Linked DNA regions of Gossypium hirsutum: region 2 is linked to region 1. Evidence: chromatin contacts called from public Hi-C data. All regions are on one chromosome and are shown on one strand. The core of a region is the stretch at or near the end of the contact, and the rest is flanking DNA. Distances in the headings are between cores, read along the strand shown. Region 1 holds the start of LOC107913039 (outer envelope pore protein 37, chloroplastic). Region 2 holds the start of LOC121220119 (rhodanese-like domain-containing protein 14, chloroplastic).

Region 1 (5,511 bases), core at 1,339-3,838:
ACAATATCACTGTTGACTTAATATCATCCTGTGGTACCTGTAGCATAAACTGGATTTTCATCTTCATGGGGGCCGTATTTGCCTTGCCATTTTCATCTCCAACCTGAAATGAAATAAAGAGGATATATATCAAGTCATTGTCGTCATAGGAATGAATCTCAAGCAAACAATTCAGGACAACCAAGTTCAGCAAACGACATGCTAGAGAAAACAGAATAAACTTACCCATAGAGAAGCCCAGCAAAGACGAACCTCAGAATCGTAGCCAGCTTTGAATTTCAAGTCTTTGTCATACGTGTGCTTGTACACCACACTCCAATAGTTTGAATCAAGATTGTACCAGTAGCTGCACATAAATGCAATAGAACACCTCAATCGAAATTGACATTGCAAGGAAAAAGCAACCCTCTATAGCTAATGAATCAAATATGTTTCCGCATATATAGAATGCAAAACAAAAGAAATGGCACCTCTAGCTATTAAGCACATTCACGACAGATTCCAATATTTACAAAGATAAAGGAGTTGTAACTAACCTCAATTTATCCGATGGACTGAAGCGTCGCTTGAATGCAAATGACGCCCTATTAGTTGGTAGTGAAATGCTAGGAATAAATGACATTGTCCCATCCTGCAATGAAAACCATCAAAACCATCTACTAAAGCACTCAAAAAGCTTGAAAATTTACACAGCCATAATGTTTTCCAACCCAGCATTTTCCTATGAAGAAGGTGATCAGCCAGCTCAGCCAATTTTGAAAACCTAGCCATCTAAGTTATTCAACATTAGGTGTAATGGATCTCCCATAGAAGCCAGAGTAGCCAATCAATGAACAAGTATATAAACAAGACTGTAAACACAAAGCTATAACATTGAGGGAAAAAACCCACCTTATATGAGTATCTTAGTTTCAGTTCTTCATCTATGTAACGTGCGGCACCTACACCATACAAAATTGGACCTTTAACAATTCCATTTATCGACAACCTTGGTACGTCATCCTCTTCTCTCTCCTCTAATGAAAATTCACCGATGGGAAATCTGAATGTCGCTTTGGGCTGCAGCAACAGGAAAGTTCAGATGAGAGAAAAACAGCTATGACCAATGTTGAAAAACATCAGAGAGGAAGCATAAAAATACAAGTGGACTGCCATTAATCAAGTGTTTTAAGCGATGCAAAAGTCAGTATAGTATGGGTTGAATAATGCATAAAGAAAAAAACAACAGTATGACACCACATACATTAAGCAACTTAGAACCACAAAAAACTGCTGAAATTGAATTACCACATCATTCCATGATAAATGGTTCTCAATTGTCCATAACTTAATGCCAAGCAATCGATTTTCACTAGTAAGACACCAGGAGAAACAAAGCTCACCAATGAAACATTGGGAACAGGTGATGACACTTCAACAGCATAACTAGGATCAGCAAGTTTTGCAATAGCTGCCAGTTCACCTTGTTGTGCCTGAGAAAAAAAAAAAGAGAGAGAGAGAGAGAGATTCAGGGGATATGGCATATGTGGCTTTAAGGAAATATTTATTCAGCACTTGAACAACAATTATGATAGTTGGCTTCAAAAATAATAAACTCCCCATTCCCAAAAATACAAGGAAAAATAGGATTGAAGATAAAAAACAACACAAGGATGTTCAGAGAGGTCTTCAAGACTCAAGTATGACGACCAACTAGACCATTTTATGAAAGAAAAATCCTCTGAAACCCCATTATCAATTTCATAGGCTCGAAAAACGATCACCAAATGCAAAGCCCGGTACTCGAAAATTCTCTAGAAAACCAAATAATAAACAATCTTTCATATCTTCCATGCACAATAAAAAAGAGGTTTCAATTTTATACAATTTTCAATGACATTGGCAACCAAGACTCCCACTAAGCCAAAACCGCGAGTTGGAAGGAAAGAAAAACCAACCTTAACATCAATGGCAGCTTTGAAATGCCACGTAGGACCGACATTGTAGTAACCCTGGAAGATGGCATTTTGTTCCTCAGGATCGTAGTATATGGACAAGTACTTAGAAGATAGCGCCAACTGGGGCTCCGTGATCTCGCGTTTGGCGTTGTTGATGAAGGAGAGTTTGAGCTTCGCAAGGTTGTCGAAGAGCTTACAAGACAGCTTGTGGAAGAACACGCGGCTATCACTATCGAACTCCGAAGTCACTCTGAGGGAGGATAACGAAGAGAGAAACTGGTAGGGCTTCCTGGGTGGTGGAGAAGATGGCGGTGGCTCAGGCTCCGGCTCCAAAGGGGACGGTGGCGGTGGCGGTAACAGGGGCGGGACAAGGTAATTGGGGATTCGAGGAGAAGCGTCCAGCATGGCTCAAATTGGGAGGGGGGTTTTGGGGTGTGTAATTGAAGGTATATGGGTGGTAATGGTATTCAAAGGGTTAAAAATTCTGGCCTTTGGCTACCAGAAAAAATCGAGGGGCGAGGGTTACTCTTCGTCAACCTACGCTTTTGCTTTGTTTGGAAATTGATATTTGGTAGAGAGAGAGAGAGTGACGTCTTTTGCATGCTTGTGTCACCGGTTATTTCGATTTCTACATTTTTTAAATTTTCTGATTCTGATTTGCCCTCACCCACCCTCCCCCCCTTTTATTTTCTTTTCACCTAAATATGTTTTTAGTATGTACTAATTGAACCCTTAACCCTATATTTTTTTAAGACAAAACTTGGGTTGTTTGGTTTTAATGAGATTGCAGTATTGAATTTTTAATTTTTTGATCTTTTCCTAATCTTATATTCGTGAACAAGATGTGGTAATGGTACAATTTTTTCTTAGGTTATCTAAAATTCCAAGTGAAATATGAAATTTTAGACAATTTTTTTTATCCTGATATTACTTTTCATCTTGATATTACTTTGTGGTTTATTAGATTGATGTTAAGGATTTTTTTTAAAATGTGTTTGTTGAATGCTATAGGAAAATGCATGTAAAAGTATCGGGGAAGCCCTTATACTTAGGGGTGAATTGCATTTTGATCCCTCTATTGAAAAATAGGTAAATTATCTCTTGTACATTATTTCAAAACGTGCAAATTAACCCATCCATTAATTTTTTTTTGTTAAATGATGATGTGGAACGTTAAATCCATGCTAAAATTATTTTTTCGGGTAAACATTAAAAATGATCACTCAACTATTAAATTTTTTTATTTAGTCACTAAACTTTTCGAAATTAAATATTTTAGTCACTTTGAGCTAATGTAGGTTTTTTTATTGGTCAGTAACAAAATTAGCCCTTTAATGTTTGCACATTCTATCAATTTAATCTTAAATATAAAAAATTAAACAAATTTAGCCCTCAATGTTTATAAAATTTGTCATTTTAGTTATAATTCTAAAAAATCAATATGGCCCTTAAAATTTATAGAATTTGCCAATTTAGTCCTAACTCAGAACGAAATGCATAGTTGGGTGACCATTTTTATAATTTACCCATAAAAAAATCATTAATCTTATATTTCGTCAACCAAACATATGAATATTACATTCTACCAAATAGACCAAACAAGTTAATACTATACTCCATCGATAATCTTACATACCCGTAATCTAAGATTTGGTGAACCAAACACACCTTTAGAGTATGTTTAGATTAAAAAAAGATAAAAATAAAAGAAAGGGAAAAAATTAGTGTTTGGTTAAACCACATAAAGGAAAAGAAATAGTTGAATATAATATTAGTTTTATAATTATAACATTTTTATGATATATTATGTAAAAATGGAGGGTAAAAAAGATATTTAATATCTTAAAAATATATAGATTTTGTTTCTCTAACTTTCCCACCAATTTGAGGGAATTAAAAATTTGACACTTTGAGAAAAAGTAAGGGATATACTCAAAAGTCTTAACCTTTCCTTACCTTAAAATTTTTTTTATCCAAACAAGTGGAACAACTTTCTCTTGCTTTCCTTTCATTTGTTACTTCCATCCAAATATAAGGTTTATTTTAAAGTTATCTCAAATAAGCAAATAACTTCTTACAATTTATTTGACTAAAATAAAAGTAAAACTTATTTAGGGAAAGCGTTATATATATATATATATTTGTTTAGATAGACTTAATAATTTAAGCTAAGGAAAGTAAAGAAAATTGAGTATCCCTTTCTTTCATTTAAAAATTAAATTTTTTATTTACTCTAATTTGGAGGGAAAGGTAGAGAAAGAAAAGTAAAACAAAATATTAAGATGTAGAATTTTTTTTTTTTGTCTACTTTTTTTATAAATAAATTTATGAAAAGGTTATAATTGTAAAGATTTATTATAATTAATACTTTGCTTCCCTTTCATTGTTTATCCAAACAAAAATTGTTAGAATTAATTTATTTTCTTTCATTAATTTTAATTATCCATTTGTTAAGCTTTCCACTCTTTTCCTTTCTTTTCCTTTACTACTTTTAATCCAAACATAGTGAAAGGTATTCTATACATAAAGGCAATTACTGTCTTATTACTTTTATAACTTATGGGATGCTATGTTATAATGCGTATAAATAAAGGCATGTAAGAGACTATAGATGAACCAAGAAAAGGAAGAAGTTTTCTCTTATATTGTGTCTTATATATTCATTTTGTCTCTTGTTTTTATATTTTACTTTTAGTTTTATAAAATGTATCAGCATGATCTTGTTCAAGAGTAATTGTTCTTTCTATCGAAGGTAGAATAACGTACCCATGCAACATCCTGGCTAATCGACATCCCTATTTGGGGTCTAATTGTTATACGAAGGCCAAGTCTTCTTTGCTTGCATCTTGCATATAGCTATGTTGACACTTACACATTATAGAACTCAAAGGGATTGAGTTATAGCCTGATTTGTGTAACACCCCTTACCCGAGACCGTTGCCGGAGTCGAGCACGAGGCGTTATCTGACTTAACTTACTAGTTCGGAGCATAAAAATTTGCTTTTAAAATTAATTCGCTCACATTCATTCAATATATCCCTAAAGTGAACCCTCGAGACCCTAAAACATGCAACGAAAATGGTTCAGGTCCAAACCGGGAACATTAAAAATTTTCTGAATACTTAAACAAATCAAAATAATTTATTTCATTGCTCACAATAAAACTGTCCACCTGCATAACAGTCACTAATTTAATTATAACTCGAGTTACGAAACTTGAAATTTAGATCTGTAAATTTTTCCTAAAACTAGACTCATATATCTTCTTACCATAAAATTTTCAGAATTTTTGGTTTAGCCAAAAGTACAGTTTATTCTTTAATGTCTCCCCTGTTTCACTGCTCGACAGTTCTGCTCCCTCTTCACTAAAAATAAATTATCTCATTGTACGGGCTTCATATGGTGCTTCTGCTTGTTTCTATTGAAAATAGACTCACTAAGGAATCTAGAAATATAAATTATGACTCATAATTCTTTCTGTATAATTTTTAATGATTTTCTAAAGTCAGAATAGGGGACTTCAAAAACCATTCTGACCTTGTCTCACTAAAATTCAAATATCTCATAATATATA
Region 2 (5,511 bases), core at 2,039-4,538, 700 kb after region 1:
TTAATTTAATTTGGTAATCAAATTTCCAACACATTATGTACAAGGTTGTTGTACGTATAGTGAGGACATAAATTTGGTTAGCATAAGAATTCAAATAAATATATGGTTTACCGAACTTATATTATAATTAATGTAATTATAATTTTCGGATTAAAATATTATTATATTTATTTAATTCTTAAAAAAAACCCTAAAACAAAAGGATATATATAATCCCGTTTTTCTTTGTTTGAGTCTAGCAGCCTTCAAAGAAAAATAACTCTCAAAATTGTTTTGGGCCGTTCGTAGTCAACTGGGTGGATTACGTAGAGGCCGGAATCACGATAGATTGCGGTTTGATTCGACAGCAGATTAGACTACTCGTTGTTGAGGTGTTGCTGTCTACTCTGAATAAACATTAGGTAATTTCGCAACCTCTTTCACCCCGATTCGTTCCTCACACATGGATCCCTAGTTAAGATCGCCGAATTTTTATTTTTCGCTGCGCCATAGGGGTGCCGACGATCCAACATTCATAAACCACAAGTTGCCAATATATCAATTTTGAATTATGTAAATAATGCCTAAATGTGTCATGGAGTGAATGCTTTTAGTATACTTTCTTTTAATCTTTGACAATGACTTCTTGTAGCATTCTTGGGCACTCATTGAGCTTCGTAAAGCTCACACTTGTGTTAAATATTTTGTAGAGATATAGCTTTACCGAAGAATGGGAAGTGGGCACGCAAAGTGATCCAAACAAGGCATTACGGTTAAGTATGTGCTTGTGATTTGAATTCCCTTAATAAAGGCAATGTGGGTTACTTTGGTAGGAATAGACTTTTCTTTTTGGTACTACAAAAATGGACATTATGGACTGTTGTTAAGGACTATGAATTTTGTCTTGTGTTTTGTTTGATGTTTGTGAATGATGATTTTGAATGTGCATGATGTTGGTTGAGGTTTTATGATAAAGAATTGCATGAATTTTCGTTTAAAAAGTGATAAAAACGTGTGAACAGTATTCAATAAGTTTTGGTATGTTTTAAATGACCAAATAGGTCAAAATAAGCATGTAGAATTATGAGAAAACCATGATATGCAAATATGGTGTGTTGAGCAATTGAATTGTTGTTAAAAAGCATGTCTACTAGCATGATCATTTACTTGAGGGGTCAAATCTTGCTATTGAATGTTATCAGGTATTTGAACATGTTTTAGATGATGAATGTATGTTACGTGACTTGTTATAATTAATAAATAGGCCTAAATGCACAAAATTGTATGCTGGGTAGTGTTCAAAGTTGAAAAATGTAGGTTTTGGGTTGTTTCTGTAAAAATCTACAAGTGATGTCATGATGACGTTCAAGAGTAGTCGGGATGACCAAAATCTTGTCGTCGTGACAAGAGGCCCTTCCTAGATCACGTTGCAATGAGGTAAGTCGTGTGGTCATAACTTGGCACACTGAGTGTTTAAGTCTTGTTTTGTTAACTTTGCAATTTAGTCCAACACATTTTAAATTAAATTGGAGTCCAAAAACACTATGAAATGCTTTGAAAATTTTCACACTAATGATTTAGATGTTAAATTGCGTAATTCTTAAAATGATTTTGAAATATGGTTATTTTGTACATTTTGTTTTTTTTACGATGTAGTCCCTAAAGCTTAGGTTTTAAAATTAGATAAAAAAAATATTAACCGTTATAAACTTATTCTTTCAAATAATGAATTTAATAAAACCCTAGAATAAAAAGGTCCCCTAATTTGTTGTTTTATAAGTGTTATCTTATGTTGAATGTAAAAAGAAAAAAATACCCTTGGATGTCGTTTGAATGTTTTGTTAGCTAAAAATATATATAAAAAAAAAAGAATGTTTTGTTAGCTAAAAATATATAATAAAAAAAAGAGAATGTTTTGTTAATTAGGATTCATTTGTTTATCTTTGTTTACTTTTTGTTGGTTATGCATGATTATGTTGTGATGCCAATGGTGGTCTGTAGTGTGGTCACGTAAATGACAAATGTGCCGTTTCGGATTCGAGTTGGACCGTCCCAACCGAATTTTTGGCACCGCAAATGATGGAGAATTGGAAGGTGAGACAAGGAGTAATACAATCAATCAACCCAAAGTTGACAAGAAATGAGATGAGTGAACCCATTTTTTTTTCTTCTAGCAAGCTATGAGTTGAGCTCCACAAGATCTAATTGATTATTAATTCTAGGAAGGGATAGCAAAGGGCAAAGGGAAGTGGGTTGATTGCTGCGAGAAATTGCAATCTTTAAAATACATATCTGGATGGGACACAAAGACTAAGTTAGAAACTATTTTTAGGGATCATAAATAAATTATATTTTTTTTAAAGTTAAAATGTAATTTTATTATTGTATTAATTTATATCTTTAAAATGTTTAAAAGATTAAATTAAAATTTTATTATCTTCAACATGAAAATGGAATTTTATGGTTTACTCATTTATATTTTATAAAATATAAAAGACTAATGTAATAATTTTTCATTTTAGGGACCTCTACCCCTATGTCATAGTGCAACCTTGTAGTAGGGGTGTTCATTCGGTTAACCGACCCGAAATAATATTAACAAAATTAACCGACCTTTCAAAATTTTTAACCGTTAACCGAACCAAAATTTTTTCAAAAAAAATTAACCGAACCGAAATTTTTTCGGTTAATTTGGTCGGTTAACCGAATTAACCGAAAATTATATATTTTTTATTTTTGGTTAAAAATTAACTGAATTACCCGAATTAACCGAATTACCCGAATTAACCGAATTAACCGAATTGAATCACTACATAATTAAATTATTTTTAGACTTTTAGACTTTAGTTTTAGTTTTAGAATTTTATTTTTATTTATTAAATTATTTGTAATTTTTATGATTGGGTTGGGTAATTGGGTTGGGTTGAATACTTGGGTTTGGATTGGGTTTAGGTGAATAGTGGGCCTATTTATATATTATAATTTTATTTATTAATTTTTTTGATTAAACCGAAAAAATTCGGTTAACCGACTGGTTTCGAACCGAATTAACCGTTAACCGAAAAATTAAAAAATAATTAACCGACCCCGACCAAAAAAATTTGGTTAACCAACCGATTAACCGAATTCGGTTGGTTAACCGAATTTTTTCGGTTGTACCCGAATTTTGCACACCCCTACCTTGTAGTGTCATGATAGGGTAGGATGTCAAGGGGCCATTCATATATAGGGCAATGGCAAAGGATAGGGAAACCTGAGGAAGGGTAAATCTTTTGTATTTAAGAAAGTTTCTTCATTTCAAACATATTTACGTTTTCTGATAGTGTTTCTATAAAAACGTTTTAGCATTTTATAAGGATGGACAGTCTATAGCGGTTGGGCTGAACCACCAGTTATGACTATTGAGATTATTAACCGAGTTGAGTGGGAGCCTCCATCCAAATGTCTCACAAACTTACAACCGAGTGAACAAAGTTGTGTTTATGACACCCTGTCAACTCCTTTCGTGGCGCTCCTGAGGCTGATGGTAGGCAGGTTCTAAGCTAAGGCCCTAATACTGAAAATTAGTAATAGCATCTATATTCTACAGTAACTGAAGATAGGCCAAGCCAACTTGGCTCTCTGTGGATGACAGAAATCCAACTGTGACAAACACCTTAACACATGAACCACAAACTCAGATTTTTCAACCAAAAAAAATATCCAGAATGAATGGCCCACTTCTAAAGCAAGCATCCAACAATCTCTTTGAAACAACATGAAAATGACAAAAACACAAGCCCATTTCATATAAAACTCCCTCAATCACCCAACTCCTTTAGTAGCAACTGATCTTTTCTGCGATTCAGAAGAAAATGGCTGCACTCACTTCAATTACCCCCAACCCAGCTTCATCCTCTTCAGTATACTCCAATTTCAGGACCTCTCCATTGACTCTCTCTTCCCAGATTATTGCAGACTGTTCTTGCCTTTTGAGTGTAAGATCAGGTCTAGCATCAAGGCAAAGACTGGCTTCCCGGAATCGGCGGTGCCTAATTATCCGAAGTGCAGCAACAAAGCCTGCAAAATCACCAGGTACCACTACTGTTGTAGTCCAACCTTAATTTAATCATAAGATGAATGGTCGATTGAACCTCAGGCTCAGGAACAAAACAAATTGGCTGACCTGATTTTGATTTTCTTCTCTTCTTTTGGAGGGATTAGCTGAAGAAGATTGGAAGGTCAAGAGGGAACTTCTCTTGGAGAAAAGGGTATTCCATCTTCCACTCTCATGCTTAAGTACACATTTTGATGCTGCATACATACTTGGAAAATTTAAAATCGTCACTCTCACCGGTTGATACAACAAACAACCCGTTCCCCTTATAAGTTGCTACCTAATGATTCTATATTTAGAGGATGGAAGTAAAAAGCTAGAAATATTTATAAATACCATCAAATATCATGAATTGAGAAGAAGAATCCCCTAAGGGGGGATAAAGCTCCTGTACACAGGTGAGTGTCTGTAAGGATGACAACGCAAGCATAACAACAGGATTACCCTTTGCTTGCAGGTAAGAAGTGTGGATGCAAAGGAAGCTTTTCGCCTTCAAAAAGAGAATAACTTTGTGATTCTCGATGTACGTCCTGAAGCAGAATTTAAAGAGGTCAGTCGGTTCATTACAACAGGAAAATAATCAGTCACGAAAGGGGCGTTTCAGTTAATGCTGCTAAATTTGATGCCTTTTGATGCAGGCTCATCCAGCAGGTGCTGTTAATATTCAGATATATAGGCTTATAAAGGAGTGGACGGCATGGGATATCGCCAGGCGTGCAGCATTTGCATTTTTTGGCATATTTTCCGGCACAGAAGAGAACCCTGAGTTTATGCAAAGTAGAATCAAGTTCCCTATTTTTCTTCTATTGTCCACCACCATTTCCTACTTAGCAGTTACAAAAGGAACTAACTGTTTGTTATCTAAGCAGGTGTAGAATCAAATTTTGGCAAGGACGCAAAGATAATAGTGGCGTGCACAACTGGGGGTACAATGAAGCCATCCCAAAATCTACCTGAAGGTCAACAATCCAGGTATTTACAGCATTTTGATTTTATACAAGCTTATAGCATGCATTATAGGCCTAATTAGAAATTACAAGCTTAATGTAGTTCAAATCTGATAGCTAGGTGTGGTGCTTAAATGAGAAGTAGATAGGATTAAACTAGTAACTAAACAAACCATCGACATTGATTAAAAGTGAAGCTCAAAAGGCCTAATTAGTAATTAGTAGTTGATGTTTGATGATTTTTCATTTCCCCTCAATCTAAGCAATTAAAGTTATTTATTTGCTGAACTTTTTGTCAACTAGAAGATACAAGTGCTTGCTTTTGAATCCTTGCAGATCACTCATAGCGGCTTACTTGCTTGTGCTCAATGGGTACAAAAATGTTTTCCATTTAGAAGGGGGTCTTTATACATGGTTCAAAGAAGGACTGCCATCAGAATCTGAAGAATGATATATCAAATGATTAGATGGTGCTTCCATCGAAGCTCA

What was found. Hi-C and Micro-C count contacts between places; a contact is called where the count stands out from the background.
Region 2: a Hi-C map of leaf shows a contact between it and region 1, with 2.2 times the contacts expected there. The contact joins the promoter of LOC121220119 here to the promoter of LOC107913039 in region 1. A contact is called at or near these places in 2 of 34 Hi-C or Micro-C datasets (both in leaf).

The regions. Positions count from the first base shown.
Region 1 is chrD08:33,613,006-33,618,516 of Gossypium_hirsutum_v2.1, forward strand. It overlaps LOC107913039 (outer envelope pore protein 37, chloroplastic), which reads right to left and starts at 2,589. Exons shown (of 7, transcript XM_016841494.2): 1 at 1,938-2,589; 2 at 1,383-1,472; 3 at 892-1,059; 4 at 537-631; 5 at 226-346; 6 at 38-103. The coding sequence starts at 2,342.
Region 2 is chrD08:34,316,422-34,321,932 of Gossypium_hirsutum_v2.1, forward strand. It overlaps LOC121220119 (rhodanese-like domain-containing protein 14, chloroplastic), which reads left to right and starts at 3,289. Exons shown (of 6, transcript XM_041099307.1): 1 at 3,289-4,053; 2 at 4,183-4,229; 3 at 4,533-4,625; 4 at 4,714-4,852; 5 at 4,945-5,047; 6 at 5,359-5,511. The coding sequence starts at 3,834. The coding sequence ends at 5,473. It overlaps LOC121220120 (a long non-coding RNA gene), which reads right to left and starts at 4,271. Exons shown (of 2, transcript XR_005917301.1): 1 at 4,145-4,271; 2 at 3,779-4,038.